2 separate regions of the Mus musculus genome follow, and region 1 is linked to region 2. A link is a contact called in public promoter capture Hi-C data. All regions are on one chromosome and are shown on one strand. The core of a region is the stretch at or near the end of the contact, and the rest is flanking DNA. Distances in the headings are between cores, read along the strand shown. Region 1 holds the start of Ahnak (AHNAK nucleoprotein (desmoyokin)). Region 2 holds the start of Slc22a8 (solute carrier family 22 (organic anion transporter), member 8).

Evidence for each region. Promoter capture Hi-C pulls out the DNA fragments that hold promoters and counts their contacts.
Region 1: a contact with region 2 is called in a promoter capture Hi-C map of embryonic stem cells, with 2.2 times the contacts expected there. A contact is called at or near these places in 2 of 39 promoter capture datasets (embryonic stem cells and hippocampal neurons), 1 of 484 Hi-C or Micro-C datasets (double positive thymocytes) and 1 of 130 datasets of targeted methods (extraembryonic endoderm stem cells).

The regions. Positions count from the first base shown.
Region 1 is chr19:8,986,373-8,993,343 of GRCm38.p6, forward strand. Ahnak (AHNAK nucleoprotein (desmoyokin)) reads left to right here and starts at 2,912. Exons shown (of 5, transcript NM_009643.2): 1 at 2,912-3,057.
Region 2 is chr19:8,588,191-8,595,271 of GRCm38.p6, forward strand. Slc22a8 (solute carrier family 22 (organic anion transporter), member 8) reads left to right here and starts at 4,992. Exons shown (of 11, transcript NM_001164635.1): 1 at 4,992-5,102; 2 at 5,693-6,049. The coding sequence starts at 5,717. It also overlaps the pseudogene Gm6425.

The sequences.
Region 1 (6,971 bases), core at 1,662-4,161, 400 kb after region 2:
AACTTGTTCTTTCAAAAAATAAAATGAAGACCCCATCCCCCACCCCATGCACAAAGTTCCCACACCCCACACACAAAGTTTCTCTGTGTTAGCATCAGCTGTCCCGGACTCACTCTGTAGACCAGGCTGTCCTCAAACTTAGAGAGCCTCTTGCCTCTGCCACCTACTCTGTTGGTAATTGATTAACTGGTGACTTTTGGGGGGAGAGTGGGTAGAGAAAAAGGGAGAAATTTACATTTTTTTGAGACAAGGCATTATGTAGTCCAGGCTTACTTTAAACTCTTATGTAGCCAAGGTCACAGATGACCCTGACTCCTAGGTGTCTCGGTCAGACAGCCTCAGAGTGATAACCACACTAGGCAGAAGTTTGCTTTTTATGGTTCTGCCTCTCTATAGTGCTTAAATTTCAAGGACCGGGATGAAGCTCAATTGTACAGTGTTCATTTTTCACATAAGAGAAATTCCTATTACTCATACAAAACACCTACCAAATGCCCTGACCCATTACGGAGGCATTGATTTAATGTCAACAGGGATTACCTAGCTAGTAGGATTGCAGAGTACTTCATTTTATTCTTGGTCTATATTTAAGAGGTGAAATAAACGCTATTTATGTGTAGACAGGGTCTTACTATGTAGCCCAGGCTGGCCTCAAATTCAAAGTTTGCCAATCATTGCCTCTTGAGTGCTGAGATTAAAGGTATGTATCACCATTTCTGGCTCAATAAGTGTATGAGTACCCATCTAAAATGAATAAAATAAAATGTCCTCTTTTTTTTTTTTTTTTTTTCGAGATGGTTTCTCTGTATAGTCCTGGCTGTCCTGGAACTCACTCTGTAGACCAGGCTGGCCTTGAACTCAGAAATCTGCCTGCCTCTGCCTCCCCAGTTCTGAGATTAAAGGCGTGCGCCACCATGCCCCGTGAAATAAAATGTCTTGATATGGTGAAGACTTGTAATCTCAGCATTTGAGAGGCTAAGGCAGAATTGTTGTCATTTGAGGACAACCAAACCTATATCGTGAATTCCAGAACAGCCTGGGTTACACTGTAAGACCCTGGTTCAGTAAATCAGGACTGTGGGCTAGGGGATGACTTGTTCAGGTAGTTGCCACCAAACCTCATGACCTCTTTGATCCCAGTGGAAAGAGAGAAGAGACCCTCACAAGTCCCATGGCCTCCACATGATCATGCACACTAAGTAAAAGGAAAAAAAAAACATGACTGGCTCTTGAGTTTTATTTTTTGAAATGTGTTTTGGCCTGATCCTCACTTGGTATCTCTGGGTGGCCTGGAACTTACTGAGTTCACCGTAGGGAGTGTGCTGGGAAGGGAGTAGATTTGGAGGGGGGGGGCTGTTAAGCCAATTGACAGTGTGTTTGTGATGTCTAGTGGGTTTGAGGAGGGGCAGAGAAAGAGAGAGAGAGAGAGAGAGAGAGAGAGAGAGGAATGTTAGTAGCCAAGTCTCTGCTTTGCCTGTCTTTACATGTCCATGCCTGTCTGAATTTCTACCTACATTTCTCTCCACCCTGGTGTGTCCATTACATCTGTGTCTGTTCTCTGTCACTCCCTTCTGTTGTCTCCCTCCCCCCATCGCCTGTACCCTGTGTGGTAACTGGACCTGGACACAGCCCCCAGGGCTGGCAGCAGACTTGGCTGATATTTTTAGCCTGCAAACATGTTTGCCATTTCAGAGGACAGGGCAGGGCTGGTCTCAGCCCCAGCCCACTCATGATCTTGGAGCGAAGGTGCTCCTGCCTCAGGCCAAGGTCTCAGTTCTCCAGCTTGAGGCCTCTTGGGGCATTTGGGAAGGAAGGGAAACTGGAGTGGGCAGCTGGGTAGCCACCTGCCAGAGAGGGTAGAACTCAATAGGGAAGGAGAAAAAGGGAGGTGCGGAGGGGGGATGCAGCCAGAACATCTCTGCAACCCCATCATTAAGCATTTAATAAAATCCACATAGAGTTAGAAGTGGCTGTGGGAAATGGCTGTAAATTGGGGAGCGGAGCAACTTGCAAATGGAAATATGGGGGAGGAGCTGTGAGAGGCGCAGAAGGCCTGGGAATGCAAAGAAAGTGCTGGATCTTGGGTTCCTCAAGCTTACTGGGGCATAGTGGTTCATGCCTTTAGTCCCAGGGTGGCAGAGGCAGGGGAATCTGTAAGGCTGTCAGTTCTAGCCAGTTCTGTGATGGCCGGGCTACACAGTCTGTGCTCCCTCCCCCAAATAAAATACCCAAAAGGCATGGGGGACAGAGTTTACAGGAGAGAGTGAGTTGTTCCATGGTGCGTCCAACAGCTGCAGGCCTGACTGGTGTCGCTGCAATGAAGAACAGCACCGTGGTGTGGTGCATAGGTGACTCCATTCCTAGGGGTCGGATCTAAGTCTTAGAGTCAGTGTGTTTTGTAGAAGAGGAGAGAGCCTGAAGGCGAGGAACGGGGCGAGGCTGCAAGAAGCCTGGGAACTGGGAGAGGAGGCTGGGGCCTGGGATTAATGTATCTGAGCTTGAGAGAAAGCTCAAAGGTCTGTGTGGAGGCTGGAGGTCGAGGTTGAATCATCTGAGCTTCTTGGCTCTTCTGCAGACTAGGTTGACTCTGGATTCCGACTGTGAATCTGTGCCCCTGCGTGCTTCCAGGAATTTCTTGCCGGTGAACACACACACACTGTTTAAAATGGGGTGGGAAGATCCAGAGCCGGGACAGGAGCAATAGATGGGATAGGGGAGGGGAAAAGGCGACGCCTCCTCGTCCCTGAGCCCCCTCAACCTTCTCCCTTCACCGGCCCATTCCAGGGTGGCTTCAGTGTTAGTCGTGCTCTCGGGTCCTTGCCCTATTCGGGCCCCGCCCGGCCCCGCCCTCTCCCCACAGCTCCGGGCAGACCCGCCCGAGTTACAAGAGCCGCCTCCGCGCACGGGGGCCCGGCCACTTGGAGCAGCTCTGCCGCGGGGACTGCACTGTCCGCCCTGCCAGACCCGCCCCGACTGGGGCTCGCCGTCGCCAGCAGTCAGCACTGCGACCTCGGGCCCTTCGCCGGCTATGGCTGCGTCCTGGGGCTGAGCCCGCAGGTAGGGAAGCGGAGCGCTGGGCGGTAAGGTGTGGGGCCAGGGTTCGGGCGACCAGGGGAGAGAGGGACTCGGACAAGGTGCATTTGCGGTAGTGTCACTACGAGGGTTCCGACTGTTGGGAGCAAACCTGGCCGCTTGCGGCCGCCGGGGCAGGCGACGCGTCACGCTTCGGGAGTAAAGCTCTTTCTCCGGAGTTGGGGCCAAGTTTAACTAAGTTAGAAAATCGCTTCGAAGTGTGCTTTGCTGCGCTTTTAGTTTTTTCCCGCGGATGTATTGTCGTTCCAACTGCAGTGCAGGGCGTTCCTGATCTGGTGGTCCCTGACCGATTCCATCTCTTTGGGGCGGCGGCTCAGAGCGCTACTTGGTTCCTATACCATGTTTACTGGAGAAGTTTCCAAGAGCCCCATCGCCCCTCCCGCGCCCCTGCACCGCGTGCCCCCTCTGCTGTCTTTCGCGGCTCCCCACACCTCCATCTCGAACTTCGCGTCCGGATTCCCCTCGGCCCCACCCTGCTCTGTACCACCAGCCTCTCCCTTTCTGGCTCCTAGCGGCGACTTTAACAGCTCCCCTTCAACTGCCCCGCCCTAGTCTTGCCCCTCTGTGTTTCCAGATCCAGAAAACTCCCTTCTTTCTCCAGGGCGTCGGAGCCTGGAAGTTTGCAGCGTGCCTCCCTGTGGGATGGGTGGGAGTGGGAGGGGGGGTGGGGGACATAATTAGGGAGATTCCTGCGCTGGGTGGGCGGGGAGGGGGCTGTGCAATCGACACAGTCCCCAGAACCTCCCTTGCTCCTTCTAGGGGCGGTGCTTTCTCCCCACCCCACCCCACTCCCAAACTCGTCCGGGCGGGATGGCCCCCGCCCCAGCGCCTGGCTGGATTCCAGCAGCCTGAGGAATGTAGTGGTTGGAGCCGGTGACTAATTCAAACCAGAATTCGGGGGTGGGGGTGGGGGTGAGGGGCAAAGCGGAGGGGGAAAGAGGCCGTGTGTAGGCGGTGGGGGCCGGAGCGCAGGGCGTAGGTGAAGGACTTCCCTGCTCTCCTTTGGAACCCTTCACTTTTGCAGTGCGCGCCAGCGGAGAGGGCGGGGGGCAAGATCCTACTGTGGGGTTGGAAAGGCAACATGCTTAGGGTGTGTGCAGAGAGCTGTGTTATGTAAGGCTTTCCCATGCAGGGAGGGGATGTGCAGTGTGCGGGAGCCTGGGCCTCCTCTGGCTGGAGCCCCTTTCAGTGCCGAGGCAGATTTGGGGGACGCAGAACCTTGGTGGCGTTGGGTTGACATCAGGGCTAGCTGTACATGGCGATGAGCACTGAAGACTCTTGGGGTGACCCGGGGATATCCTACAAGTCAAATGGAGTGGAGCCTTGACAACGTAGTGTCCCTGGTATGTGTGTGTGTGTGTGTGTGTGTGTGTGTGTGTGTGTGTGTGTGCTTGCCTGCTCACTCTATTGTCACTTCTGCACAATGTGACCACAGAAGATTGTGCGCATGATGTCTGGGTTGGCACCCTGGTTTGGCAGGGTGTGGCCCTAGGCTGTCTCTGAGGACACACGTGTCCAGGGGTACTTGTCTCAATGTCCCTGTTCTGTGGAGGGGATTTGCAGAAAAGCTTCTGGAGGTAGTTGGGGGGATGGGGGTGGGGGATCCTTGGAAAGTGACCTGGAATTCCCAGGAGAAAAAGGACTCCCAACAAATGGTTTTGAAACAGTTTGCCCTTAAACTTTAGCAATGGCAGGAACCATCTTACTGTACCTAACGTATACTAGATGGGATGAATTCACAAGATCCAATGATTCATGTCCTCATATCAATGATACTGTCCTCATAGGTGACTGGGAGAGGGGAGGGCACACAGGAAGATGCTATGGGCAATGTGGGCAATGTTTAGGGCCTCTCCCCACACTGAGAATGGCTTAGGTGAGTAGAACTGTTTTGGTCCTGCCCTATTAGGGAAGTCTCTGGGGGTAGGGTGGGTCTCTTTTCCTTTTCCCAAGCTGAATGAACTAGTAGCTTCCTTTTCTTGAAAAACTATGGGGGTGTGGGGGAGGGCAGGCCTGTATCTGGTCTGTAGAGTGTGCAGATTGTGCAGTAGAAGGGAACCCCTCATTTAAGGGCCACTTCCTCGGCCTGAGCTGAGTTATGGGGCAAGGGGAGTGTGGGAAAGGAACTGGGAACAAGGGAGCTGATCTAGTAAAGGACTGGAGGGGGGCGTAGGGATGACATCTGGAAGATGTCTGAACTCCTTTCTAAAGCTCTTGTCCCTAAGAGATTATGCAAAGGGACATTGTGAAGAGAACCAGGACATTCAGAGAGACAGGCACGTGAGTCATCCAAGACTTAGTGCTAATGGTTTGGAAGTCAGCAGTGATACCCTGAGGGTCTTGGCCTAGCACTCCACAGCTCCAAGTCCAGAAAAGGACAAGAGAGAGAAAGAGTAGACCGGGGAGCTCACTTCAGGCCTAGAGAGGCTCTGCTTAGAGGTTCAGAGCCCTACAGGCCTTACGCTCCACTTGGAACTGTCTGTCGGGTTCTGGCAGAGCACACCACTCTGAGCCTGAGGAGCTGGTTTGAGGGGTTGGGGTAAAGCTGTGGGAGTGGAGGATGTGTTGGGCACTGGGGTGTGGTCACTACCTTTTTCAGAACTTGGGAACTGCCTGGAGACAGACAAGAGAAGCAAACTGGGAGAGCTAGTCCGACTTCTGAAGGGATCTTTGCCTGGACACCCCCAAGTTTCTCTCCTTGGGGCTGGGCTGACCACGTGCTTATATTCACTTGGGTTAGAGGAAGGGAGGTGGCTGCCAATTTAGAATGTGCAATACACCTGGGCCCCTTCAGGCTTCAGCCAGGGCTCCCAGGAACTTGCAATTCCTTGAGTTGACCATTGGATCATCTGGCCGGCTTCCAAAGCCTTCTTGATCATAGTATCGTCCATGTCTGAGTGTGTCCAAAAAGTGTCCGAACGGGGGTTGTTGTGGCAATGTTTCTGCGGAAATGTCTGTGTACTTTGACGAAGCTCCCCCTTTCTCTTTCCTAGCCCCAGTTTCCGTTGGTGCTAAAGCTCAAATAATTGGTCTTGGGCCCGTCACTGTTTGCATTACAGGAGTCATTGTTCACTTTCAGTGAAGTTGGTGTTATTGCCTGTGAGAGGATGTCCTGTTCATGGGGTCCTCACACTGTGGTAAACCTGGATATGTCACCTCTGTTATCCTCCCGGGACTTGGAGGGCAGAGGCAGTGACTGATTGACTACTCTGGGGTACAAGTTCCATGTCAGTGTATGGAGACTGCACTTATGGACTCAAGTGAGCTCCTTTGTCCTGCACAGGTCCAGGCCATGACCTAGAGGCCCTCAAGGAGGATAGGGCAGTCTTGGGAGTATAGTCCCCACACATGGAGGTTGAGCTGGGCAAAGCATTGCATACGGCCTGTCAGGGAGCGGCATCCTGCCTGGTCCCTGGGGCCTGGAGCGGAGGTTCTGGGGGAAGGGGAAGTGCCTGGAGCTGATCCTGGCTACGTGTCCTGGCTAGGCTGGGAGTGGGAGGGAGCATTGCAGCCATCATTTGAAGACCTGGCTCTGAGTCTTTTTGCTACATGGCTTGACCACTGGGGGGCGAACATGCAGCACTTACTAGGGAGCTGGGTGGGGCACAGGGTATAGTCTAAACTGTAATCTACCCCACAAGGCAACAACAAACTTCTCCCTCAGGTTCCCCAACCATAGGACACTGCCCTTAGAGTTGGTGTTTTAATCTCAGAAGTTCTGTCTAAGGCCAATTTTTCCTTGGTGTTGTGCCCTGATGGGGAAGTTTCCACTGGGTAATACAATGCTGTCTTCAGTCTCTGTCACTAGGAGAGGTGGAGGGCCCCTTAGCTAGGGGAGGGAGAGGGACTCTCCCTTCCTGCTGGAAGTGAGAATTTAG
Region 2 (7,081 bases), core at 3,742-6,241:
CTGAAATAAAAAAATATAATTGAGTCCCATCATTATTGTCATTATAGAAATGGCTTTAGGAGAAAACTGGTCAGATAAATATTATTGCTTCCCACTTTTCAACTGGTAAGTAGTTGCCATTGATAAAACAGACAAGCCCAGAGAATCTGTCCAGAATGTTCAAGATAAGGTATACTATACAACATGCCTGTTCTCAGGGAGAACACCTAGGACATATTATGTGTACTTCTTGATCTCATCGTACAAGACAAGCACAAAGGCATGCCTCTGAGAACGTTGTACCATGCGCCCTTGAAGAAAGCCTTGCTTCCTTCATCTCGAGCGATCTTCCGCTAGCAGTCAAGTGTGCCTGTGTACATGATATCAGTTCCTTTGTGTCCAAACTGCATCATCATACAACGGTATTCTTGTAGTGTCATAGATACCAAAGTAGGCAGCTTGGTAGATGATAATGCCCTGTACTGACACATTAAAGCTTGGTTCATCAGGCCCTTAATCCCATCGGATTTGTAGATCTTAACCAGGCAGTCACCAAGGCCTTTGAATTCCCTTTCAGCTCCAGCTTTACCCACATCAACTGCTAGACCGGTACAGGCAAAATCAAGAGGGTACACAAAGCACAAGGATGTAGCCCCAGTGGCACCACCTGATGCCAGGTTCCCTGCAAAGTAGCACCAAAACTGGGTCCTCTTGTCCACACCACCCAGAAAGATCTGCTTGTATTTATCTTTGAAGGCAAAGTTGAGAGCCTGGGTGGGGAAGTATCTGATGACATTGGCCAGGTTCCCACACCAGAAGGACAGTCTCCCTGTTCCTTGGGGATATGAACCACGCAGTCTATAATGTTCTTGTATTGCTTATCTGCTGTGATTTGCTTGCTGGCATGATGCACCTGCTGCAGCAGCTTGACCCTCTCGATGATGGGTGCTACCGCTGTCTTGGAGATGGCCGAGGCCACTCCACAAGCCAAGAAGTCCTTAATGAAGGACACAGTGGCATCTGTCATGTTGAAAGCAAAAAAAAAAAAAGAGAGAGAGAGAGAGAGAGGTAGGCGAGTTCGGGACAGGACTGGGTTGACAACCAGCTTTGACTCCCGGACTCTCGAGGAGTTGGGTTTTAAGGACAGAGAACATCCTTTTACCCAAGTCCAGCAAGAAGATACCCCACACACAAACTACTTTTGTTTTTGGAGCTGCTCCAGGATAAGGGCTGAATTTGAGGTTCTCAAATTAGTTAGTGTTCAATCCCAGGGCTGAGAGGCACCTTCTCAGTCACTATAGAAATGCAGCTCCTGGACCTTGAGAGGTTAGCCTAACCATCCTCACCTATGAACATTCTAAGCGGCCATGCAGGGGATGCACAGGCTAAGTCCCTGCCTTAAACCTCTGAGTGGATGTGGAACAGGTAGGCGGCAGCTACGGGGAGCCAGTCTGCCCATAAAATAAACGTAAGAGGCGAGAGACTCAGATGCTGAACTAAGTAAACCTGGGTACCACTGAGCCTGACTCAGTCAACCCCTCATACCCTGATTCTTCATAGGATGCAGGCTTCTGACACTCTCTGACTTCCACTCCTCCAGGACAGAAAAGCCTAGGGGCTCACCAGATCCTCTGAGACTGTCACAGAGACATCCTGGCCCTGAGGCCAAGGCCACCACATTAGATAGAAACAGAGGTTCTACCCAAACGAATTCGTTCGTTTCTCCTCTTGTTACCCACAACCACCCTATGCTCAACTACTCTCCCCAGCCAACTCTACCTACTGAACTCACTCTATCCAGTCATCAAAGCCTGGTGATGCTGCCACCTCCTCTAGACAGCCCATTTCGATCTAGTCCTGCAGTCTGGTCATCTTAGACATTGACCTCCCTGTGCTGTAATGATTTCTGAAATGCTGTCCACTCAGAGAAGCACATGGGAGGTAAGGACAGCCATAGCATGGGAACTCAGATATACATACAAGCTCATGAGAACATGGCTGGAGAGAGAACTAAGTGAATCCAAGTTTACTTAGTTCAGCATCTGAGTCTCTCACTCTCATGGTTATTTTGCCAGGCTGGCTGCCCATAGCTGCGGCCTACCTGATCTGTACCCACTCAGAGGTTTACGGCAGAGACTTAGCATTTGCATCCCCTGTATGGTCACACATCTGACCACAGACAGCTGGTGGGATCCCTACTTCTCCTTGTTCAGATTCCCTTTTCGGGAGTTCCCCTGCCTCAGGGAATTTAGATTTAGAAAGGTGACAATGAGGCTGGAGATCCAGCCAGTGTTCCTTTGTGTTGATCCTCAATCCCCCCCCCACCCCCCCAGATGAGATGAGGACGACAGACAAGTCACACACCCCTGATGAGACCTGACAGGCAACAGAGGAACCTGAGCTCAGCTTCAGCTTAAAGGAGACTGAACGAATTTAGACAGAAATGAGAAAAAAAGAAGAAAAAGAAAGGAAGAAAACCTATTTCCATGTCCCAAATTAAAAATACATTGAATGTGTAAGATTTCTTAAGTACATAATTTCTTTAAAAAAAAAAAAGTCAATTTGAACACATTAAATTTAGGATCACAGCAGAGGCATCCCGGGACAGAAGACAACAAGAACAAGCGTGAGTAAAAAAGGTGATGGAGGAGCTCCTTTTGGCTACCATCTCTCTCTCCCGCTTTAGCTGGAGCACCAACTCTATTATATACTTGATGTAGAGATGTTGTGTACTCAATATACTATTAAATAAGAGGTTTCTGGTGCTTTGCTTTTTTTTTTTTTTTTTTTTTTCAAAGCCACTTTAACTAATGAAGAGAAGAGGCCCAGGGAAAGGTGATTTTACTGAAGGTCATACAAGTCCATCATGCGACAACCTTCAATAGCCTTGATCCAGGGATCAGGAACCCATGCACATCCGCTGGGGGCCGGGGGCGCTGCCCGGATACAGCGGCCCCTCACTGAGCTGTTGGGCTATGTATACTCTGGCTCAACCCCAGAAGCCTCAGGGAAATCACCAGGCGCCTTTAAACAACATCCCACTGGGACAGGAACAGACGGACAGCCCAGGCCAATTAGGAACTAGAAAAGAACATCTCTGTGAGGGTGAACACCCAGAACAGGGGGTTAGCTGCAGCAGCCCAGCTTGCTGCAAGCCTCCCAGTCAAAACCTTCCTAAAACAACCCTTTGGCGGCCTTGGAGTATAATTTAATCTTCCTTTGATGACTCCAGATTTCACCCTGCCTCAGGTCACTCGGAGAACATCAATAATTGCTGAGTCCAGGTGGTAAGCGAAGAGGAGGGGCTGGAACAGGGTTTGTCATCTGACCTTGCTTTGTGGTAGAGGGAAGAGCTGGCAGGCACTTCAGCAGGAGGATCCCAGGCCTAACTTGGAGGCTGGATGCCACCTTTAAGAAAAGGGCCCAGGAGACAGGAAACCTCAACCAGACAAAACAGAGAACCCCAAGTGGGCCATCTCTGATCCTGCCCACCCCACCCCACCCCACCTCCCCTGCATTGCAGGTGGAATGGGGCATCTCCGGGGGGGGGGGTCCCAGAAATGGTAATAGTCAGCTAAAAGCAAGCCAGTTGTGACTTAAAAGGCAGTGCAGGTTAAGCAACTTTGCTAAGAAAGAAGCAGACTTCATAGAAAACTCTGGTTCACACCAGAAGCACAAGTGAATGCTGGTGATCCTAGCAACTGAGAGGAGTCTAAAGCTTGAGGACTGCTGTGAGGCTTAAAGGCCAGGCTGAACTATATAGCGAGATCCTGACTCAAACACTCAAAGAGGAGAGGAGAGGGAAGAAGCAGAAGAGAGGGAGGGGAGAGGAAGGGAGGAAGGAAGAGGCGGAGGAAGGGGAGAGGGAGAGTGTGTGTGTCTGTGTGTGTGTGTGTCTGTGTGTGTGTGTCTGTGTGTGTGTGTGTGTGTGTGTGTCTGTGTGTGTGTCTGTGTGTGTGTGTGTCTGTGTGTGTGTGTGTCTGTGTGTGTGTGTGTCTGTGTGTGTGTGTCTGTGTGTGTGTGTCTGTGTGTGTGTCTGTGTGTGTCTGTGTATGTGTGTTTAGATGCTTAAGGGCAGAAATGGACTTGAAGCCACACCCCTGACCTACTTCCTGCTGGGGACCCTAAGCTAGTTACTTAACTTCTCCGTTTCCTAACTGACAGTCCTATCAGTAGGGCCTGCCATAAGTGTGTCAACCAAGTTTCCAGCTGACTGGTAGACCCTGTCTTAGACATGTCTGTAGGAGAAAAGTAACCACAAACCACAAGACTCCCTGCCCAAGCTGGCTCTTGGGTGAAACTGAATGTACTTAATTCAGTTTGTGTTGGCTTGTTAGAATTTCTGTTTTATACAAGAAATGCACATTATTAGGTAATTAAACCGTACTCATAGAAATAAGCAAAGCCATTGGGACTGCAGAGAGAAGCCAAAGAGCAGCCGGTGGCATAAGTCCACAGGTAGATGGGAGATGGTCACTTGTGTTTGAGACTCAGACAGGGATGGCCCTGGTGTTTCCAGGAGCCCAAGGCACGGTACCTCTGAGACCATAAGGACCAGTGCTTGGGCCTTTCTGTCTGAGTGTGTTCTAACATTCTCCATGAATCTACTCAGGAGCCGGGTATGAAAGATGATCCATTGCAGGAATGCTGCCTCCCATGTGCAGGAGCACCTCTCTTGCTGGTTGTTCTCCACTCCAGGTCCTCTGAACATCAGCTCAGAGGCACTCTGGACACGCAGACCTGAGTCCTTTTCCAGATTCTCGCTTAGGAAACATGCCCTGAGCCACTAAGCCCTTTGTCCAGCAAGCAGCCTCTAGGCTCAGCCACACTCCACTCCCCAGCCCCCTCTCCACCCTATCAACAGCCTTGGCTGAGGCAGCCCTTTCAGGAGAGCTGGGCTTGGTGGGTGCACAGCATTCCCCCTGCCGGATGTTAATCTTCCAAAGAAAGTCAAACATTAGCCCAGGAAACAGCTTATGCCTTATATAAGGCACCCCAGGGGAGACACAAACAGCTTGTTAGAGCTGAGCTGTCCTACTACAGCAGCTGCTGGACCCTAGGACAGAGCACGGGCAACTGCTGCATCCAGCTCCAGCCCAACTGAATCCAGCTCCAACCACCAGGTGAGACGGGATTGAAGACCCCCAAGTCTAGCACCCAAGAACACCCCAAAGCCAGGCTTCCTCACTGTAACGCTGTAATTGGTCAAACCCCTAAAGCCTTCAGGGACCTACTTGGATTCTTCTGATACTCCAGCACAGGGGACTCACCCCAGGGAACAGCAAGGAGGCTTGGAGCTTGAGCAGATCCTTCTTAGCCCACATGAAGCAATCGGAAATGTGTATTATCCTCTCTCTCACCCTCACCCACACCCCGCCTGGGCAACCAACATCCAAATCTGGACCTTTGGTCCCTACTATGTGGCCCTGTGCCTACACATCTACGACCTATAAGCACAGGGCCACATGCCTGCATTCACATGACCTTCAAGAGTGCAGTTTAGATGTGCACATAGCACTGCATCCACACTGGTATCCCATATCCCTCTCTGCAACTGTGTACATCTTTATGCATCCACACACCAGAACCCCAAATCTTTACACATGTAACTAGGTACATCTTCATGCATGTGATTCTATGATGCTCCACAGGCCTACATACAATTCACACACACATACACACACCTCTTCTTGGCCTGATGCCTTGCCTACAGTTTTGGTTCATCTTGCCTGGTGCCATGACCTTCTCCGAGATTCTGGACCGTGTTGGAAGCATGGGCCCCTTCCAGTACCTGCATGTGACCTTGCTGGCCCTCCCAATCCTCGGAATAGCCAACCACAACTTGCTACAGATCTTCACAGCCACCACCCCTGACCACCACTGTCGCCCGCCCCCCAACGCCTCTCTAGAGCCCTGGGTACTCCCCTTGGGCCCAAACGGGAAGCCTGAGAAGTGTCTCCGCTTCGTGCATCTGCCAAACGCCAGTCTTCCCAATGACACCCAGGGGGCCACCGAGCCATGCTTGGATGGCTGGATCTACAACAGCACCAGAGACACCATTGTGACAGAGGTATGTCTGGCACCCTCTCTCCTTCCACCTCACCTTAGGTACTTCCATATACCGTGCAGCACTTGTGGATAGAAAAAACACAGGGGCCTAGATTTCCTGGGATTGAAAGAATGGGAACTGGGCAAAGAGGAAGGATCCCAGTGCTAATGCACAAGAACTGAGTGGTTTGATTCGTTCATGCCCAAGCATTCCTTCAACAATCTATAGCGTGGTATTGAGCTCCAGTGATGCTGAGCTGTACAGTCTCTCCTCCTAGTAGGGTGTTATACAGCCTTGTGGAATAACTTGTTACCTCATGCTGTGCAGTGACCTTGGGCTGCAATCTTCCACCCTTGGACTGGTTATAGGGACAAGAAAAGAGTAGCTTGAGATGAAATCACTTCAAAGAAGCATCCCTGGAGCTGAGATTAGAACAGCAGGCAAGGGGTTAACTAGACTAGAAGAGGAGCATTCCATCCTGTGCAAAGCTTTGCGGGGCTGGGGGAGGGGTGGTGCAGGGAGGCTGGGTAGCAGAGGGATTTCACATTGCAAAGGTTGGAAGGCTCCTGGGTGGATCCAGAGGGTGTCAGTCACTCACATAAGTGTCTGTATGACCTTACTCCCCAGTCACCCTATGGAGTGGCTGATTCTCCTACCTATCATTTCCAGGAACTAGAGTTAAATCAAATCCTTCAATGAACTGACAGGCCAGTCAGGAGACTGTGACAGGAGGAAGATGAGGAACCTGGAAGTGGTGTTTGCTGAATGTCAGCTGCCTGCCTGACAAGTGCTGAGTGCTCTGCAGGGCTCTCCGGTGTATGGATGTGTACGGCTGTCTTCTTGCTGTTGAGGGTTAGGTGCTCAGACCCCAGGAAGAGAGGTGACTGTTCAGTGCCACTCAGTTTCAGAGCTGGATTTTAAAGCAAAATGCCCCTTAGTACAAAGTTCAAGGGAAGCTTTAGCCAAAAGATTTCAGGAAGGCTTCATAAAGAGGTAACCTGTTATCCCCACAAGTGCAGGATCCAAACACTGCTTCACTACCAGTTGCCACCC